2 separate regions of the Danio rerio genome follow, and region 2 is linked to region 1. A link is a contact called in public Micro-C data. All regions are on one chromosome and are shown on one strand. Each heading gives the region's core, a stretch centred on a gene start, on an enhancer-like site or on the middle of the called end of the contact. The rest is flanking DNA. Distances are from core to core; before and after follow the strand shown.

What was found. Hi-C and Micro-C count contacts between places; a contact is called where the count stands out from the background.
Region 2: a Micro-C map of caudal fin shows a contact between it and region 1, with 8 times the contacts expected there. The contact joins the promoter of umad1 here to the enhancer-like site in region 1. A contact is called at or near these places in 4 of 18 Hi-C or Micro-C datasets (caudal fin, hematopoietic stem cells, skeletal muscle and 1 more) and 1 of 4 datasets of contacts at active chromatin or transcription factors (caudal fin).

What each region holds. Positions count from the first base shown.
Region 1 is chr19:27,788,090-27,795,879 of GRCz12tu, forward strand. glcci1a (glucocorticoid induced 1a) reads right to left here. Exons shown (of 8, transcript NM_001079950.1): 3 at 3,765-3,854. Among named protein-coding and RNA genes, the nearest start is that of glcci1a, 48 kb to the right of the region's middle. Within about 2 kb of position 3,797, at least 44 of the 62 cell types and tissues checked have an H3K27ac peak or open chromatin away from gene starts, as enhancers often do. A contact at or near this core is called in caudal fin, hematopoietic stem cells and skeletal muscle, where this site is marked.
Region 2 is chr19:27,872,203-27,879,466 of GRCz12tu, forward strand. It overlaps umad1 (UBAP1-MVB12-associated (UMA) domain containing 1), which reads right to left and starts at 4,677. Exons shown (of 3, transcript NM_001128373.1): 1 at 4,243-4,677. The coding sequence starts at 4,321. It overlaps rpa3 (replication protein A3), which reads left to right and starts at 5,611. Exons shown (of 4, transcript NM_200227.1): 1 at 5,611-5,771; 2 at 7,086-7,160; 3 at 7,264. The coding sequence starts at 5,673.

The sequences.
Region 1 (7,790 bases), core at 2,547-5,046:
CAAAACAAATCATTCACTCTGTTAGAATGAGATGTGAAAGCACGAGAGGAGGTGTGTTTCAGGACACGGATTAGAACAAATTTAACAGGGAGAGAGGATAGAACATTTCCATACACACAAACACAAGCTCATTGTCATTAACTTAATGCCCGTGCAGACTCTATCCATCAATGTAGAAAAGTGATGTAAAATTATAATTTTCATAATTTAAAAAAAAATGCACAATGACCACCGGGAAAACTCCCGATTATAGATATATGTGTATACTCCTGGCTCTGGATGGCCACAGTTCTCCACTGCAGCTTGGTCCCGCATTCATTTCAATGATCTTTGTATGATGATATTGTATCTGTAATTATTTTTTTTTCAATGAAGCGCAACCCTGTACTAAAATGGCGGCTTTATTGATGTGTTCCTTCAAATAGACAACAACAGAGTAGACGACATGTAATGTAAATATCTATGGTACAGGTCAATTAGGTAAGCTAAAAATGTCCTTAGTGTATGTGTAAATGAGTGTGTATTAATGTTTCCCAGTGATGGGTTGCAGCTGGAATGGTATCCGATGCGTAAAACATGTGCGGTTCATTCCGCTGTGGGAACTCAAGATTAATAAAAGGACTAAGCCAAAAAGAATGTAATTGAATGATTGAAAATGAGCTAGGTTTGAACCTTGAGCGTTTTCAAAGAGTTATAAAATAAAAATGTTGTGCTGAGTGCTTCGCTTGATCATTTGCATTGTGAGAATTAGACTTAAAAGCTACAACATGGTAACATTTATAAATATTCTGATTGGTCAGTCATGACATTCCAAGAATGTTATGCAAGATAAAGTAAATCTCGGAGGTTAATATGACAGAATAATGCCAGACATGCTTATCAGCAGCTTTATGCGAAGCACAGTAGAAATGCAAAGCTGCCAGAAACAAAACTAATGTAGCTGAATAGAGCATACACTGACCTTGCTATTATTCATTCACAAAACAGTCAAAAACCACCACGTGACACACAAGCAAACACATATAAATGTTGATGCAAGTATATGGATTTGAACATACAGTATTTACTGACGATCAAGATGATTCAAAGTTCCTGAATATGCCTGCGTTATTTAGCAGTTGTTATCTCGAGATATCATACTGTACCTTGGAATGCCATGACTGACCAATCAGAATGAAATATTCCAAACAGCCATGTAATAATCCCAGGTAAGAATCGCTGAAACTAATATTGCAAGCTCATTTGGGTACTTCGAATCATCTTGACCGTCAGTAAATATATTCATGTTCAGATTTATGCTTTTCTGTGTGGCCAAGCGGCTGTTAAATTATTGTTGTTAGAGATTTGTTCATTTTGCCTCTGTAGGATACATAGTTAGAGTAGTCTTCATTAATGCAGTGCTGTTTGTTTTAAGGGGACCCTAAAACATGACAGATGCCGCCAGGGCTTGACATTAACACCTCCACTAGCCACCTTGGCTAGTTGAATATCATTTTTAAATTGCCAGTGCTGGCTCATCACTAAAGATTAGAATTTTAGTTTTAGACCGTTTGTCAATATACTTGCAAATGTGCCCTTAGAATTGAGAAGCAGAACTATTGATAACTGTTTGCGTGAGCAAAAGAAAGCAGGTAAATACAGAATAAGAGGATGATCAGGTGCACAGTGACGTGAATAGGCAATCCTCGCTCACTGATGTTGTGAGTGAGGCACAGCTGATGTGATGCACCAAGTGCTCAAAAGCTCCCGTTTCTTTGCGCAAAAAAACTGTGCCTGGAAATGCAACTGGTGCGATCATTTCTCTTTGAAATAGATTGGGAAAAAGCAGTGCTTGCGCACCCACTGTCCTGCTGCTTTCAAGAGATCTCCAGAATTTTTATAGGTAGCAGCTGTAGCCACTTTTGCTTTTACCAATATTTAAATAGATAAATATTGTGCCTAATGTTAACCATGTGCATGTGGTCATCCTTTCATTCAACTGTTTTTTAAGAACACTGTTGTTAATAAAAAGTGTATGTAGTGTACACAGATACTTTTTGCTTGTTTTGACACTTTTTAAAAAAAAAATTGTGGCAGGAAATAACTAGTTTGGTCTGGTCAGAGAAGAAAAATGGTAAGTCCTTAGTGTTGAGCACTAAAAAGTAATGTAAAATAAAAATAAAATGTGGCATGTAGACATAACACAATGTAAATTAAGTAATTTTAACATGCCAATGTCAAATTTATGCATATAAAATATATTTTCTCCAACAACAAAATTATGGCTAGTAAAAATGGCGAGTGACTAGTGATGTTGGAAATCTACTAGCCACAGTAGCTAGTGATAAAAAAAATTTAATGTCAAGCCCTGGACGCCACTGTGCCATGTGCTATGATCACCAGCGATATAGCGGCTGCAGATCGCCAAAGGACTACCACCATTTCATGGACTACAAAACCCAGTCATGCACCGTTTACACACACACGCTCCTAGTTCCGGTGATTACACATACACACGCAGACTCGGCTAAAGTCGCTCATGATGTGATTACATGGACTATACAGCACAAACACACATATTGTTGCGGAATCTTGTTTAGTGACATTACAACGCATTTCCTTTGTCTTGCTTTACCGTGTTTTGTTGGCATTGTGAGAAATGCAACACTTTTTATTCATTCGTTTGCGTTGTGTAAAAATGTAGCGTGTTTTTTAAAGTGTTTGTGTTGTGAGGATTTGCAGCACCTGTGCTGTCAAACTGATGAATATATTTTCTCTATTTGCTGCCGTTTTTTTGTAATTGCATGTGTTTTCTTGAATTGCAGCATGTTAAGCGCTCTCTGCCACTATAACGTCTTCTTGTATCATGAAATCAAAATTGTTAGTTTAAAGAATCATTACACCGATATAAGTTTTTCTGGTGTAATCTGACAGAAAGCACATCTGAGGAGCCACACTTTAATTTGATGATTTGCACAGGAAATGAAGTATTGCACCTGCACTGTGTTTGTGTCAAACCTAAGAAGAGCAAGCAACACCTACCAGGCCGCCATCATAAATCAAACACGATTTTACACATCAACGATCAGCACTCTCCATCAACATATAACGTCCAACTGATAAGAATGTGACTTCAGTGTGAAAGGACGCACATGACATGACTCTCCACACACAACTTGCTTTGAATCTCCATTGTTCCAGAAGCTTGGAGGCGATGGAAAAACCATAAATTTGGGCGGAGGGGGATAATGGTTGTTGCAGAGAGGGGAAGTTGATTGTTAAAAAGAGGGAGATATAGTCTTATCTCACCGTTCCCTGAATCGTCAGGGTGGAGCTGAGCACCCGTGATAAGGCTGACTCTGCTGCGGCTAGCACTAGCAATAACACTCCGCTCAGCGCAGGAAGTCTGAAGCCACACAGGAAGTTATATATAGCAGCTAGTGCAGGAGGAGACGGATGGGTCGTCGTGACTGGCAGCCTCGTGCAGAGCTAGGTTACGGGGGTTTTATTTCTACCGCCTCCCTCCCCCAGTACGAGCGGCTACATTGCAAGCCACACAGGATGAGATCATCGCAAAAGCAGAAGTGCAGCGCTCATCACTTTCAGGACAGTGAGAGCTCTGTTAATAGCTGTTAGTGTGATTGCACTTTCTTGTTCTCCAAACCCAAGGGGAAAAACTACACAGCTGTGTGCGCAAGACACACTTCGTATAGTGTTTCACTGTTAAAAGGGAGTGTTTTGTGCTGTTGGTGGAAGTGTGTGTATTTGTGTGTGTGTTTGTGTACCTCTTTAAGATGGTCAGAGCTGCCCCAGGACGCTGAGCGCTGGTGTGTGCTCCTTTTCTCTTCACTCTCGTCACTCCAACATCCAGGAGTCTGCAACACAAAACGCACATTGTTTTTTGGTGCACGGGGAATAGTACTTGATATAATAGCTGTGCGAGCTGGCGTTATCGAGACTAACTGCACGATATTGGAAAAATCTCAATATTTTGAATAAATGTTGTAGGATGAATACTGTTTCAGAGGACTTGAATAACTCTAGTTGGAAAAAAAAAAACATTAATTTAGATTGTTTGGGAGGATTTTGTAGGGGAGTGAATCTGCATAAAACGTAAAAAATTACAAGCATGGATAAACATTTTAAAACAAAGATCAAAATGAAATAAAAAGTGCATTATAGTTTTCTAGGGCAGTCTAAGGGTATTCAGATATAAAAAATTGAATAATAAAAAAAAATCAATAAATAATTTAATAAAATGAAAGAGGGTAATGGAGCAATAGGATTTCTTGGAAAATGCTAACATTAGCCTGATAGCACTGAAAGCCTCTGTTTCACCATACAAATCGCTAGTGTTGGGCTGCTACTTGAAAAATGTAGTGAGCTAAGCTATTAGCTACTCTATTTAAAATGTCGCTTAACTACACTATAAGTTACCATCTGGGAAATGTAGCAGGCTAAACTAAAAGCTACTTGGAAAAAGTAGCGTACCTACATTTAAGCTATTTTTTCGATTTTCATAATTTAAATCAAAGCAACTTAAATCCAAGTCAATCATATCTTAGTGATGAATAAAACTGTTGATGAAACACATGAGGCATAATAGTTCAGTTCAACTATTCACTGCAAATAAAACTGTACCAAACATGAACAAATTCTAGTATATGACAGCAAAACAAATATATATATATATGTATGTGTGTATACTGTATATATATATGTATATATGTATGTATGTATGTATGTATGTATGTATATATGTATATATATATATATATATATATATATATATATATATATATATATATATATATATATATATATATATATATATATATATATATATATATATATATATATATATATATAATTTAATTAGGACAGTAAGGTCTGACTTTGCTTAGACAAAAGTCTTGTCATTTAACAGACATAACGTACAGTATAGAATATAAAGTCATGGTGCAGTGGAAAAATGTATATTGTGTATGTCTCATGAGCCTGGAGGACTGAATCCATACATCTCTGCAATGACTTTAATAACTTAATAATTAAGTCATCTGGAATGGCAAAGAAAGTGTTCTTGCAGGACTCCCAGAGTTCATCAAAATTATACGGGTTTATCTTAGATGCCTCTGCTTTCATCTTAACCCAGATATGCTCAATAATATTCATGTCTGGTGACTGGGCACCTTGACCTTCTGTGCTTTCAGAAACTTTAATGTGGAGGCTGAAGTATGAGAAGGGGCGCTATCCAGCTGAAGAATTTGCCCTCCCCTGTGGTTTGTAATGTAATGGGCAGCACAAATGTCTTGATATTTCAGGCTGTTGATGTTGCCATCCACACTCATGAAAATGAGTTGAGTGAACTCAGACACCAAGCATGCCAGAAAAAGTTGCACTTTTGCAGAGTTTGTGCTTGCTGTTTAATCACTTGAAACCTAACAAACTCAGTTCCTGTTCCTGTAGCAATGCATGTCTCCAGACTGCAAGATAATGGTTGCATTTTGATATTTTTCCAATTAATACTTTCATTTTCTGTGAATAAATCATAATAGTTGAGCATTTGCAATTTTAGCAACTCTTTTACTATAATAGTGAAGCTATTAGGTTGTGCAAGATGAGGATGTTATTTTTTTATTATAGATGGAACTCTTTTTTTTGTCGAGTGAGCATTTCTAAGAGACAAAACTTCAAATACTGGTAATACTATAAGTAAACATACAATTAATAAATAAATCACAATCCCACGCATCCTCCTCCAGACCCACTATTTCACACCGAGATCACAAAGCCTGCATTGTTCATGCCCAACGTTCCTCAAAAACCGACAACTACATTCCTTTGAAATAATGATATTCAATTACCACAGGAATATCTGCAAGCACACTTGGATGTGATGTTTGCACCCAGGTATGTGATATTTAGTCAGCCCACACACATACTGTATAATGTGAACTAAGAGCACATGAATGAGGCCAAAAGTCGCAACCCAGTATGATTAGTAGCTTATTATGCAAAAGAAGTCTGGAAATAAACTGCTCATTATCTTCCTTTTTTTATTTTAAAAGCTGCCAGTGTAATGGCACATTTTGCACTTCAAGAATAACAGCAATAACAGCCTGCTAGAAATTACGGTTGATATTCAGTGGTGTAAGAGCTAAACATATGCTATCAAATAAAAAAATTATTACAACCTATGTTCTCTATATAGACATTGTGACATAATTGTGACTTCCATATTTAAAAAAATTGACCAAAGAATCGTCACCAAAGAATTATACGGTGCTATCTGACATTGTTGTTAAAATTGAGTTATTGACATATTCTTTTTAAATGACAACTTATTTACATTATGAGATGATTTTTATAAGTTGTTTACATTTTAAGTTGTTTACTTTTTATTTAAAAAAACAAATGTTACACACATACAGTTTGCTATATGGAATGCAAAAACTTTGAAGCTCAACATCTCAAAATCATTCAGAACACCTAGACACATAGAACCTTATAGTTCCAAAGTGACGATTTATAATGTTACAAAAGATTTCTATTTCAAATACTGTTTCTGAAGTTTTCAGCCATTAAAGAAAACAGAAAAAAAAAATTGATTTCCTTTAAAACCATTAAGCAGCAGAATGACTTTTAACATTGATTATAAAAATGTATATTTCTTGAACCGTAAAAATTAAACTATTAGAATGATTTCTGAAGAACCATGTGACACTGACGACTGAGTAATGAAGATACAATTCAGCACTGGTATCGTAGGAATAATTTACATTCTAAAATACAAAAAAAAAAAAAGAAAAATATACTTATGCAAAGGTGCTGTATGTAAGTTTTTGACTCTTCTAAAGCATTAAAATACCATAATATATTTGCAGATATTTAGGAAACATGCTAAGGGAACATTCTTGTTTAATTGAAAAACAATGCTGAAGTCAGATATTCTACTTCGAAAATGTGTGTTACGTTCTGTAACAGCTGTTTTTAATTTTGCTTTTTTAACCCCCAATGAAAATTTAGCCAATTATTTTCAGCACCCTGGGTTGTTTTTGTGGAAAACAGCGTATTTGATTTATTCAGTTGGGAAGGCTGTCAAAGTATGCGTCTGTGATCGAAAATGTGACCTCCGGAGGAAAGTAGACACAGAGTTTCACATGAGATGGTTGTTAAATAGCAAATAATATAAATATTGCAAACATAAACATTAGGTGTGCAGGTTACATTGTAACCCTGTGTCCTAACAGCACGCTATGTGAAAAGATTTGCAGTGATAAGCAATTGGGCTGTTTGCACCAGATGAAAGAATTTAAATACAGCACATATTACAGTATATGTGCACTCACTGCACTCCAACAAAATCGTAGGGTTTATAATCTAATTAATAAATATTAAACCTCTTTAAAATGTATTATGTGTACAAAGTGAATCACTGATATGTGTTAGCTTGGACTGAGTCACAGTTCTAAAGTTTAATTTCAAACGGTTTTATTTATTTTTAAGATCTGAGGTAAACTATCTACTGCTGTTTTTAGTAGTATGGTAATAAATGTCATGTCAAATGGCATTTAAACTGCACGATTCTGGCTAAAATGAGAATCGAAATTTTTTTGCTTAAAATAAAGATTAAGATTTTCTCACGATTCTGTAGATGTAAAATAAAGCTATGGTAAAAACAAACATATGGCACAGCATCGATAATAATATTATATGTAGGTCTACTGGTTTCTATGAATAATTATTTTCTACTTATAATAATTCTGATGTTGAATTATTATGTTTGAGACATATGCTTGCAATCTGTCATT
Region 2 (7,264 bases), core at 3,427-5,926, 85 kb after region 1:
TAAAACCCTTTCTCTTCTCTTTCTCAGTGAATCAGCATTTAAACATTATGAAACACTGTTTGAATGCTCAGTTCAGTTTTAATTTTCCATTATTATACTTGATTTGTACAGTGCGTGCATGATTATTATGTTACATTGTATTTTGAATCTATTTTTTCTTTCAGCTACACTGTACCAATTTCAAACCACAAAAATCTAAATAACTACTTTTTAATTTAGCATGCAGCAAAAGGCAAAGTATAATTATGAACAAGAATGTGATAAATGTTTGTATTTTTCCTTTTAGGCCTGCACAATGTTTCAATATTTAATTGTACTGCGGTATATATTGTGATATCAATACAATTTCACCAGATGACTTCAATATTACAAGATGATTCTGTAGGAAAATAAATCATGCATAAAATATAAAAAAAAACAACCTTTGATCATTGATAAATGCAATAGAGAAAAATATACAAATGAAATCAACAGTGTTTTATGGTTTTCTGAGGAGTCTAACCACATTCTGGAGCAGTAATTGAATAATCACATGTACAATAATACTGCATAGTCTTCATCATACAGAATTCAAATTTAAAAAAAAAATGCTCTTACAAATGGTACAATTTCTTGTCTGAATCCTTTTAGGATAGGTGCCCTTTAATAAACTATAATCTTGACTCAACATTGCGTATACTCACGATGTGACTATAGCAATTTGCAAATGATCACATTGCGATATCGATGCTGAGCCAATATATTGTGTAGCCCTAATTCCTTTTACAGGTAAAATGGCCCCAAAAGTGGTAATAAAATAGAAAATGCTAATTTAAGGTGTAAACCAGGGGTCACCAATCTCGGTCCTGGAGGGCCGGTGTCCCTGCAGGGTTTTGTTCCAACTTGCCTCAACACACATGCCTGGATGTTTACTAGTTACTAGTATACCTAGTAAGACAGGTGTCTTTGATTAGGGTTGGAGCTAAAATCTGCTGGACATCGGCCCTCGAGGAGCAGTTTGGTGACCACTGGTGTAAACACTGGACAGGAAATGTAAACTGGGGCAGCGAGACGACAAAGAAAAATATGTTGAAAAGAATTTAAAGTATGAATTTAACCTATTATGCAAAAATCCCTTTTTAAGGGGTTTAAACACTTTGAAAATGGTCTGTGAATATAACCAGCCTCTAAAAAGTACAAAATGTATTAAATTAGTTTTTTTCTAATCACATTTGCACAGTCTGCAGAAACACATTGATTGACATTTTCCTTTTGTACATGTCATCAGAGGGGAAAAGCCCCACCCATCGGTAATGAAATCACCCTCAGTAGTATAGGACATTGTTTTTGAATCTGCCACTATGCTGACACATAGGCATTTGTAGTTCCGCCCTCTTTTGAAAAGTGAGCTGGGAGCAAAATCTCATTTGAAATAAAAGTGACAGTCACCGAAATGGCACAATTCGAATCAAAGCCTAAAAGCGTCAATTTCAAAGTGTTATAAAACATTATTTATGTGATATTTTAAGTTGAAACTTCACATACACACTCTAGAGACACATTTTACATCTTGTAAAAAGGGGCATAATAGGTCCCCTTTAAATTGTCAGGAACTCTTAGAGTCCAATGCCACCATTTTCCAGAACTGCAGCCTGCTCGGAGTCTCCAAAAGTACAATGTCAAATTATAAAAAATACGAAAGTGACCTCCACTCAACATTTCAGGGTAGGAGTAGAGGTACATTTTTCAACATAATTACACATGTAATTCTCAACCTGTTATTTGTTTATTTGTGGACTAAATAAAGAAGATGATAAAATGAAGAAGATTGTTTGTTGCCAAGTTACTAAAATGGGCACTTCTTGTCAATTTCAATAGTACTGCATGTTTCTCAATGAGCATTTATTAAGTTTTGGCTTTTTAATTACATTTTGTTTTTGGGCTATTTTAACTATTAAAGGTAATTTACTTAATAATTATGCACACTTGAAAATAAAGCATTTTAACTTCCAGTCATTGTGAAAAAACATGTCTTAATGATTGAATAGAAAATAAATTATTAAAAATGATGTAGCTTCGAACTTTTATGAATGTCTTGGGGCAAAATGTGATCAGAATATCACCTTGCATAGTAATTATCTACAAACATTAGAAAAAGGTCTGTGAAAAAAAAGAAAATGCAAATAAAAGTATTCTTGGTGGAGTGCTGGTTTAACTCTGTGTTAATATGTTTTAAAGGGGAACCAATGATGAAAATCATCTTTTGAAAGCTGATTTGATTTTTTAAATTTCCTGACTTAAAAATGGGATCCAAATCCCTCCCTTTTTGAGGCACACTGCAATGTGATGTAGGATTGTGGTTTCCCTGCCAATCAAATTGATTGACAGCCGTGTATTAACATGTCTCAAAAACAGTGCAAAGTTAAACGCGTACGCTGCGTGTGTGTGTCCGCTTTGTGTGTGTGTGTGTGTGTGTGTGTGTGTGTGTGTGTCTGTACCGACATTTTGTGTGACGCATAGTCGCAGAAAGGCTTGAATTAACTCCACAACAAATACATCAAATAATCATTGGTTATGTTCTAACTGTCGTATGTCTCACAAACATTACGTGAGATCTGCTTCCTTCATGTATGTCACCGTTTCTCTATTTATTTGATGCAGCCGAGGTGGAGATTGAGGCAAACTCTGACAGGCACGTGAGAACAATGGACACAGCCCACAAAAGCAGCGACATAGTGTTCAAAGCAGAAAATCAAAAAAATGTTAAAGCTATAATAAATAATCTCATGGGTGTTTTGAACTGAAATTTTACAGACACATTCTGGAGACAAAAAAAAATGGTACAATAGGTGCCCTTTAATAAGTGATTTGTATTGTTATATATTTGAGTCTTTTTATTATGATAGATTTGAGCACTAAAAATGTATTTAATAGCCTGCCTTGTTACATCATGTCTATCTGGATTCCAAATTTAAAAGCTGTGTAATAAATGTAAATGCAGATGTTTTTAACACAAACAGTCAGTTTTTAATTAATATATTTTATAAGAGTACAATAAATCATCGGTTTATAGAATCAATAATCATTTTACCATATTTGACTCTAAACCAAAATTCACTTACATGTTTATCAGTGTTCTAAAATACAATTAAATAAAATAACTTTGCATAAACAGTTGAAATCAGAATTATTAGCTTACCTTTGATTTTTTTTTCTTATTTAAATATTTCCCAAATTATGTTTAACAGAGCAAGGACATTTTCACACTATTTCTGATAATATTTTTTTCTTCTGGAGAAAATCTTTTTGTTTTATTTAAGCTAGAATAAAAGCAGTTTTTAATTTCTAAAACCATTTTAAGGTTAAAAAGATTAGCCCCTTAAAACTATATATATTTTTCGATAGTCTACAGAACAAACAATCGTTATACAATAGCTTGCCTAATTACCCTAACCAACCTAGTTAACCTAATTAACCTAGTTAAGCCTTTAAATGTCACTTTAAGCTGTATAGAAGTGTCTTGAAAAATATCTAGTCAAATATTATTAACTGTCATCATGGCAAAAGATAAAATATTTAGAAATTAGTTAATAAAACTATTATGTTTAGAATTTAGTTAAAAATCTTCTCTACATTAAACAGAAATTATGGAAAAAAATAAACAGGAGGGCTAATAATTAAGGGGGCTAATATTTCTCACTTTAACTGTGTGTGTGTGTGTGTGTGTGTGTGTGTGTGTGTGTGTGTGTGTGTGTGTATTCCCTAATATATATATATATATATGAGCCTACACAAATCAGAGTAGATAGATAAAGAATGAAAAAAAAAAATGTTGCCAGATCTTAAAGGAGATTGAAATCATATCAGATAAGATAAACAAACAGACTTCATTTACTGACTGACAGACAGTTTTACTGACAGGCACAGTAGACAGTAGACTGACTGATTTACTAGTTAATTGATTTCCTAAATAATAATAAAAGAAATGAGTTATTAAAACTATAACGTTTAAAAATGTTGGAAAAAAATCTTGTTGAAAAAAAAAGACGAAAAAAATAAACAGGGGGTATAATAATTCTGACTTCAACTGTACTTTGCATAGGCCTGTTTGGTTTCCTTAAACACCCTTCTGTAGTTGTTTTGATATACAGACATATTTTCTCTATGATTTAAGTGTTTTCACTTTTGTAGTACACAAAGAATACTTAAAGAATAAAAATGAAACAACAGAGAGTAGTCAAATAAAATGATAAAATAACTCACCAATAATGACAAATCCATCAGATTCTCTCTCAGAAGATTTTTTGGCAGCGTCATTCTTGAATCCGAAAAACTTAAACATTTTGTTTATCTGTCATTAAAAAGTCAGAATCACTCCTCAAAAACACACGTGATGCGCAACAGATGTAAGTTTCTATTTATAGGCGGTTATATAAAAGTAACAGAGTTAGGTCAATGAAACCTGGCTTTTGTTTCGTTTATCCTTGACAACTCAAGAGTCGAGCAAGTTACCAAGCATTAGTTTTGAAACAGTCACGCGCTGCTCTTCCTATCACGTTACAACATTCTTGCTGAAATATTGTAAACAACCATACAACAACGTATTTGAATTAAATGCTGTCTTACTAATAATCACATGTGAATAATATGTCAGCTTGATTCAGGTAAATATCGAGTTAACGCTACTCGACTGAAGTTTTGTTTACCAATCCTTCCAACGTCGTGTCCGTCAACTTTTTAGCTCCGTGTGGAAACCAAACGAATAGAGTCCGAAAATTGCTTTAGAAGAAAAAAATAGTACCTCTCAAACTTGTTACAGGTAATGTAATAACAATTATATTTTAGGTTTCTAGACACAAATTTTAATACCACATTTCTCTCTCTTTCTTAATTTAATAATTGCTTTATTGGCATCACAATTGTTACAAATGCATTGCCAAAGCATTTTGAAGGTTTACATTAAAAAAAGAACATACATACATAAATTATATATAATAAAAAAAACATAGTAAACACAGTAAGTAGGAGTAGTCGTAAATAATAATAATAATAATAATTAAATAAAAATAATATATAATATTATTCAATATAGTATTATTTAACATATCATTTTATTCACACACACACACACACACACACACACACACACACACACACACACACACACACACACACACACACACACACACACACACACACACACACACATATATATATATATATATATATATATATATATATATATATATATATATATATATATATATATACAATATATATATATATACAATATATATATATATATATATATATATATATATATATATATATATATATATATATATATATATATATATATATATATATATATATATATATATATATATATATATATATATATATATATATACAGATATGCTGTTTGGCATTGTTTCCAACTCCTGGCTCTGTGTTCATCACAGCTGTAAAAAAAAATCTGTAAAAAAAAAATCCAGAAAGAGTTCTGACAAGGAACTACAGTTACACAGCTATTTGTTTCTCAACGTTGTTTCCTGACGCAACGGAAATGTTGTCATTCTGCAATACGTCACTTGCCTTAAGTTTTCCCGCGGTTCTGGTGTTTGACTCGACTGCTTGGCGTCTAGTCTTTTTGCGTGTTTTTTTCAGCTGTAGTTTTTTCATAAACATCCACAATGACAGGCGTTTATGAGTCTCCGAAAACCCGGATCAACACGTCGATGCTGTCTCAGTATATCAGTCGACCAGTCTGCTTCGTTGGACGCTTGGAGAAGGTATTAACCTGTTTGCGCTATACACCCAACGTTAGCTTTTTATTAATGAACTTTCCTTATACTCATGCACTCAATACTGAGCTTTCTGATTTTACATAGTGATAGCAATGAGCGTGTAGCAGTTTGTGTTTGAGTAGTATCGAGTCACATAACTCCATCATAGAACTTAAATAACGTCATTTGCTCACCATCCACCAGTTCTAACGCGTTAATATTTTATTTTCAGTTTTTACACCTTGAAATGCAGCCTTTTACAATTTTACACAATTATTTTACAACCATAACTGTATTTGCTAAATATAATAATTAACAATACATAAATATATAAATAACACTACTAAACACAACGGCTCCTCTTCTTTCTGTCAACGGCAATCTATTCAAATGTGACTTATCTTCATACTAAATGTAAAATACTACAAACATGTAAGCCTCTATCAATACAGAACTGAAGATAGGAACTGCATTCTCTACAAATCAATTCCTAACGTAGATTTTTTCTCTTAACGTAATAATGTACTTGGAGGAATGACAGAAGCTTATAGCCATTAACTTGCACTGTATTATTATTACTATTATTATTGTTGTTGTTGTTGTTATTGTTTTCATTCTACTAAGTTAGAGGTGTCAGTGGCTAATGTTCATTCAACATTCTTCAGAATATATTATTAAGTCTTCAAAAGAAAAACTCATTAAGGTCTGGAACCACTTGTGGATAAGCAAAGGATGACTTTTTAGGTTTTGGGTACATTTTAAATAAGTGGCAAGAGGAGTGGGATGCATTGGAAAATAATAAACTGTATAAAATACAACTCAAAATCTCAAACAAAGTTTTAAGAGATTATAAGACTAGATTTGATCAAGGAATTTTTAACAGATGTCATATTAGACATACAAGATTAACCCGTTCATTTTTGCTTAAAGACGAAGACCCCACTTAATGTTTGTACTGCACAATTCCCCCTACTGTAAAACACATTGTACTAGACTGTCCTGCTTTTAACTATTCCAGAAGGCTTTTTTATTAAAATGAATACTCTTAAGGACATTATTAAAAATCACACCAAGAAAAATTGTTGAATTTTTATCCTGTATTAACACAACAACAAAATCTTATTTAATTTATGTATTTATTTATTTGTTGTTTTTAATTGTATATTTATTATTGAAATGGAAATAGCCTTGATTCCTGACATGACATTAAATAAAAAGGACTTTACATTACATTTTTGGGTGAACTGTTCCTCATTGAGTGATCATGCTTATTCTGATGTGAGTTATGTGTAGTCTGTAAACATTGTTGTGTGTTGACAGGTACATCCATCAGGAAAGGTTTTTACACTGGTAGATGGTGAAGGAAAGTCAGCGTCAGTGGAGCTCAATGAACCCGTGAGTGATCAGTCCAGTATGATTCACCTCTGTAAACGTTTTTTTTATTTTTTTCTTCAATATATTGAAAATATATTTTTATTTTCCCTCTGGACCCATTTAGC